Regions from separate parts of the Hordeum vulgare genome. Here region 1 is linked to region 2. The links are chromatin contacts, called in public Hi-C maps. All regions are on one chromosome and are shown on one strand. The core of a region is the stretch at or near the end of the contact, and the rest is flanking DNA. Distances in the headings are between cores, read along the strand shown.

Evidence for each region. Hi-C and Micro-C count contacts between places; a contact is called where the count stands out from the background.
Region 1: a contact with region 2 is called in a Hi-C map of seedling, with 4 times the contacts expected there. The contact joins two enhancer-like sites. A contact is called at or near these places in 3 of 6 Hi-C or Micro-C datasets (leaf and seedling).

The regions. Positions count from the first base shown.
Region 1 is chr2H:186,720,180-186,723,275 of MorexV3_pseudomolecules_assembly, forward strand. No RefSeq gene overlaps it. Among protein-coding and RNA genes, the nearest start is that of LOC123429892, 10 kb to the right of the region's middle. Within about 2 kb of position 1,307, at least 3 of the 3 cell types and tissues checked have open chromatin away from gene starts, as enhancers often do. A contact at or near this core is called in leaf and seedling, where this site is marked.
Region 2 is chr2H:186,018,725-186,022,154 of MorexV3_pseudomolecules_assembly, forward strand. No RefSeq gene overlaps it. Among protein-coding and RNA genes, the nearest start is that of LOC123425774, 260 kb to the left of the region's middle. Within about 2 kb of position 1,642, at least 3 of the 3 cell types and tissues checked have open chromatin away from gene starts, as enhancers often do. A contact at or near this core is called in leaf and seedling, where this site is marked.

The DNA of each region.
Region 1 (3,096 bases), core at 57-2,556, 700 kb after region 2:
ACCTAAAGTACGCCCACAACGAAGGGCACTCGGCTGATCAGCAACAATAAGATTACACACCCTCATCAAAAAGAAGACACCGTCGAGGTTGCATTGTCATTGTCATCACTTCTTCCCAAGCAGCCGACACCGACTTCGCCGCACATGGCACATCGAGGCCCCTTCGAGCAAACTACGCTAACAACCCATCAAGCCTTGGCATTATAGTTAAAGTGGTATAGTAGCAATCTACGAGGGATCAAACCTGGACCAACCTGATCCATCACTCGCTCGCCCATTCAGGATATTTTTTTGTTTTGACTTTTTGCCCTAAAAAAATTAGAATTGACCTTATTCAAAAAAAAGTTCAAATGTGATCTCTTTTGATGACGTCAACATTCGTGACGTCTCGTTTGTATGAGAGATGCCAAGGTCCCTCGCGTCTGGTATGGGCTCACATGACCGGCTTATCCGTTGAGTCTATGACGTAGGTTCCTACTAGACGCGAGGGACCCTGACGTCTAGTCCTGGACCAGACGTGATGGATCCTGACGTCTAACACCAATTGCCAAGGACCTTGATGTCTGGATGACATGACACATATTATAAAAAATATTTGTGTGGTCTGCTGAAACGAGACGTCAAGGTCCCTAACGTTTGGTACCAGACGTTAGGGTCCTTGGCGTGTGGTCCAGGACCAGACGTCATGGTCCCTCGCGTCTGGCCATTTGACACGTGAGAGACTTAACGGGTTAGACGGTCATGCAGGCCCGTACCAGACGTCAGGGAACTTGACGCCTATCATGCGAACCAGACATCAAGAATGTTGGCGTCAACAAAAGAGGTCAGATTCGATTTTTTTAAAATAAGATCAATTCTGAAATTTGTTACGATAAAAGGTAAAACGAAAAATTTGTGTCCCCATTCACCCGTGACATGCCAAATGCAGGCGTCCTCCTGTGAGTCTGTGACGCCGCATCGGGATCCCCGAGCTGGCCTTGACGGTCACGGCCTGCCACTTCTTCCGGTGGCAGCAGCAGTTACGACTCGCCTCCCGTTTCCAGGCAGCGGTACTACGTGATGGAGCCTCGTGCCTGCTGGCCGGCGTATGTGTGGAACAGTTTCGTCTCGGTGCCTGGCCTGGTCTGGTCGATCCTACGTATGTAGTCACATCTACTAGCTACGTGACGCGGGTACACCTTCCCATCGTCTCACAGCCCCATCCCATCGCGCACAGCACGTTTTGTCGCGCAGCCGAGCCCGGCCATCTGGGGTGGATAACATGGCCACAGTAGATTACTCGCAGCGATGGACCAACCAGACAATTCCTTCGTCTGGACTTGTAAAAACTCAGCACACGTCGTTTGGGGTTAAGCCGGGGAGGCGACGCGCGTGGGGGGTCAGCCCGAGTTGATTGATTCATTGGAGCTGGCCCGCCGGAGGTGGTACGTGGATGCCGGCCGATGCGGACCCCGGCGAGCCCAACTGTTGGGCGTCGTGCTCCTGCAGCAGCAGGGCGGCATGGAGCTTCGCTTCAGGCCCCAGATCAGCTCCTTCTTTTCCCGTTCCTTGGAAGGCTTCAACCGGCGTCTGCTCCCGGCAGCTCACGTTCGGCAGAACCAGTGCTCTTCCAAACCGAAATTGTGGACCGAATCTGGCTCTTAATTTGTTAATTATATTATACTATGTATATTGTCGCTGTAACAGACCTCTGACACCAGCAGTTATTGCCGTGGTTAGCTGCTACTCCTTCTACGTGCTCAGCTGCTACTCCTTCTACTGTTTTACACCAGCTGTTGGCAGTCCGTCTCCGAGATTTCAGGTAGAGGGTGTGAGTGAGGACACAGTTGGAGCCTAAAATTTCCATCGGGAAATAGTACTTACCTTTGAACAATTCTTAAAATTCACAAAATTTCCCCACCCTTTTAACCATCCATTTTTTCTTTAGAGAAAACAAACGCACTTTCTTGGGCTCGTGCGTCGAGTAAAGTTTGTTTTAAACCTTAAACTTGTAAAGCTCATCGGAATTGAACCTCAACGTCTTAATCCCTGAAATCAGTACCCTGACCTCTCTGGTCCCGGTCAATATTAACCCTAGATCGATCTAGGACTGTTTGTCGCACTGGAAAAAAGCAATCCCGACCGGGATTGCAAGTTCTTGCACTGCACACATCGTATCCATTTTCTTCCCGTGCGCTGTTTCGCGGAGCTTGCCGAACTATGCTGCAACAGCCAGCACTGCGGTGCGTGGAAAACTCCACGGCATGCCCCGACACGCGCCGAGACGGCGAAGCCAGTTTGAGAGACCGTCCGTTCTCTCGGGCATACTTGCATGGTCGCACGTCCGCTGAACGACCAGTGTGTAAGTCTCTACGTAACTCAGCTAGCTCTCGGAAAAATCCATCCACATGCCTACTTGCTTCAAAGTCAGCTTCTACGTGAATACGCAGCAATATGTCTCGAGTAAGAACCTGAGCGCTTGGTCACCGGATTCATGGCGCGCCGCTAGTCGCCAACTCATGTAATTACTGAGGACTCGAGCACAAGGTCGAGCAGACCCGTGCAACCGATGTACATGCGCGCCACGTCGTGCACCTCCTCTTGGCCAACGCCGTGAGCCCATGACAAAGATAGCTGGCACTCAGGTACACCGCGACAACCCAGATGACAAAGTGAGCATGTGTTCTTCCACATTCTCGACGTACAGACATTGTTGAACCGCGTCGATGCGCATGCCGTCACGGTCTCATACCCCTACAGCTCCCGTCCCTCCTCTGACGCCTTGTCGCCAGCACTGGCGTCAACCGACGTCGTGCTGGAGCCTGGAGGCGGTGTCCTCCATCGGCGCAGCCCAGTGGCGGGCGAACGTCGCGGTTGGCTACGTCGAGGCGTCATTGGCGGTTGGCAGCGGCGTAGTGGACAATACAAAGGCCGGACCGACACTGATTTTCAGGAGAGAGAGAGGGGGGGGGGGGGGGGGGGGAGACTGTGATCCTGGGCGGGATGGATATTTTTCCGGTTTGCCAAACAGGTTTAAGGTTGATATTGACCGGGATTAAAAAGATGAGGGTATAGATTTCAGGGATTCAGACGTCGGGGTTCAGTTTTGACAAGCTT
Region 2 (3,430 bases), core at 392-2,891:
CCTATTCTGATATTTAGGACTAAGAGGTATTGGATTCTCTTTCGGATAGGCCCTGAAAGGAGAAGAAAGGTTGAAATGCCAACGAACGTCTGTCTATTCTCTAATTCACCCGACCGGGCCTAAATCTAAGGCGTTAGACTGTGTGTGTTGGCTGATGCAGTAGGAACCATCGGATTGGACGTCGTATTTTTGTACATCTGAAAAACATCTTCGCTCCAGTACGCAAAAAACGCTATCATCGTAAATTTGTTTTAATGCGCGAGCGCGGCGTCGGTTGGTGATGCTTTTAAACTGACGTAAGGCAGGCCAAGACCGTTGAAGCCACGGTGGCCGTATAGACACTGCAAGGCTCGGTCGCCAGGTTGACCCTATGCAAGTCAGGCCACTGAACTGCTACTTCAGCTATAGAGTAGGGAGAAAGTACAGGAGCGTAAAAGTGCGAAAAATGAAACTGCACTAACCAAGATAAAATTGACACCACCACCACTGAGACAGGCCAATGTGATGGACATAAATCCCCCAAATATGTTGAGCTTAATATTTATGATACAGAGAGTGTATATCGGCAGGTTGAGCTAGTTGCTATGCCTCGGCAGGTTGAGCTGCTCAACGTCGTGGACTCCTAGTTCATACCTTTGTGATGTCTCATGAGATTAAAGATTGGCCTTGTTGGGTCCTGATATCAACTGACATGCTTCAGCACTTTTTTTTTCATAATTGTTTGGTTCATCGTTACTCTCTTCGTTCGGAATTATTTACCGGAAAAATGAACGTATCTAGACGTATCTAGACGTATTGTAATTGTAGGTACATTCACTTTTATCTATTTCGACAACAAGTAATTTGAACGGAGGGAGTACTAGAATACTGACGTGGTTCAGTATCCTTTTTCCATAATTGTTTGGTTCATTGTTATTAGAATGCTGACCAGGTTCAGTACTTTTTCAAGGATTATTTGGTGCAGTTGTTACTACTAGAATGCATGTCCTTCCATTTGTTAACATATTCTGCTGCCATCTAATTTTGGCACAACTTCAAAATATTTGTTAATTGCAATCTATTAATACGGTCACAAGATACTGAAAACTTACTTTACATTACCTTGATTTACACATGGAGTAAATAAGTTCTCTTGATGTCTGTTGAAAGTCGAAAACAAGAACATCAATGGAGTGACTATTGATGAATACAGGATTTGAACCATCTCGCTTTGTTAGACAAGTTATTAGTTACCTTTACCCATTTCCTTTCGCATCTTCAGAGGCTCAGCTTTCTGAATAACCGTGTGGTCTTTCTCACGCGGTGCTTCAGACATAGCGTCAACAGACTCTTCTTGGAAACGTGGATGGAAACTTCAGTTGGTGTACCCACCTGTGGTTCCAAACCATGCTTTGTCATGGTCGGTGGACCGTGCAAATTGTATATAGAGCAGTCCGTCGTGCCCCTCGTCGCTTCTCACCTAGACTAATGGCGCGAGCGAGACTCGACAGACTGTTCGACGGAAACCGGTCGCAAAGCATGCTGCTGTCGCCTATCGCCGGGCGCATCTTCGGCCGGCAGCCCGCGGGTGTATCCCCGTCGCCGCCTGGCCTGGGTGCCATCCAGATTGGCACAGCGCGACCCGGAAAGCGATGCGAGGTGGTTAGCGGCGTGGCGGAGGGCGGGCCATGGAGCAAGCGTTAGTTTTCGTCCTCACCCGGGTGGGTGCGTGGGTGGTTTAGCTAGTGATTGCGCCTTACGCGAGATGTTGGTGATTCTTTCTGCTGCGCTTGCGTTCGTCGAGGCCTTTTGTATCGCTTCCCATCGGCCTCGTCCCCGTGCCGCGATGCCCTCGCCTCGCCGCCGCTGCTGTGTTGCTTCTTTTTCCTTTTTCTCTTTTGGTCCACTCCAGCCGCTTGTGTTGCCGTTGCGGCACGAGTGCCGGTTGGAATCATTCGACGATGCTCCTTTTTTGGTAGTCCGATGTTCCAAGCGGGGGGGAGGGGGAGGGGGTCTTCGAGGACTCTGCTCGCGGTGCTCCGGGGGTCCTGGCCATCATGCGCCTGCGCCACCGCCGGTGGACAGAATTATTTAGTGCCTCCATGCATACGCGTGCAATTAGGCAAAAAGTCACGGGGTTAGCATCCGAGCGCTAGCTACGGCTCTACAAAGGCGCAAATCTTGATGTAAGGGATATCTTTAACGTTGATGTCCAAATCATACACCGTACCATTATACAACCCCATATCACTAGTCTCTTTAGCATTGAAAGGCCTCACAATCAGTTAAGGTCTTCAATTAAAATTTAATCACTCAATTTTAAGCGGGTCAATAATTTCTTAACAAGCTTTTCTATTCAATTTTTTTATTCATTATTCTCATTATTTTTGGTGCTTTTTAATTCGATTGAGGTATTCGATTTAGGATTAGGTTAATAATTTTGACTTGGCCAATAATTTTTAAAATTAATCGAAAACAGTCGACTTATAATAATACATCAATCCCGTCACCTAGAAATTTATGAAAATATTTCCAAACGTAAATATCGGTTAATTAGCACATAACACAAAATGACACCACGAAAGACCAGTCAAAACACCGCATTATAAATAAAATACAAAATGTAGGTCATCGCCTCTCACACTAGTCAAATCAAATTCTCCCTCGTTTTCAAGATATAAGCTGTTTTTTTTTGAAAAATCATATTTATTTAACTTTGACTAAGTACAGAGTAAAAAATATCAACATCCACAGTACTAAATAAATAAAATATGAATATTTATTTCATGATGAATTTAATGATTGCAACTTGATATTATGAATATTAATATAAATTTGGTCACACTTGAAGAGCTCTGAATTTTTAAAAATCTAATACACCTATATTTTAAAAATATATAGGCTAATTTATTTTATAAAAACATAATAACACCAACGGCGCAACAAACGTGCGCCTAATCCTTCTAGTAAAGATGAGTTCCCGAACATTAGTGCGGGAGCCAACCATCTAATCGTGACCGCATATAATTTCAAACCGAAATTCAACAAAGTGAATGAATTACATGCAAGCCGGATTATTTTCACCTAAACCGAAGCATTATTCAGTACATTCCAACCTTTTTCATTAAAAAATGCGGCTGAACCTAAACCTTAAACCTAGCCTACGTGAGAGCCCGTCATCCAAGTCCATGTTGTTCCCTTCCGTCGTTAGCCGTGTTCATGTCTGTGCGGGATGATGCCCGTGAAGTGAAGGTCCGGTCGCCGACTAGAAAAGGTAGGATATGCGAATCATGGTGTTCGGACCTCTACAGTATTATAAGATGTTGTAGTGCGGATGACATGTGGGATCGGGTCCACAAGGCAGTGAGTGTACTGCATGGTATGCTACTCCAAAGGATCCTAACCCGGGACACATACCATCCCACTTGAGACTCGAAGCCTCACAACCTTC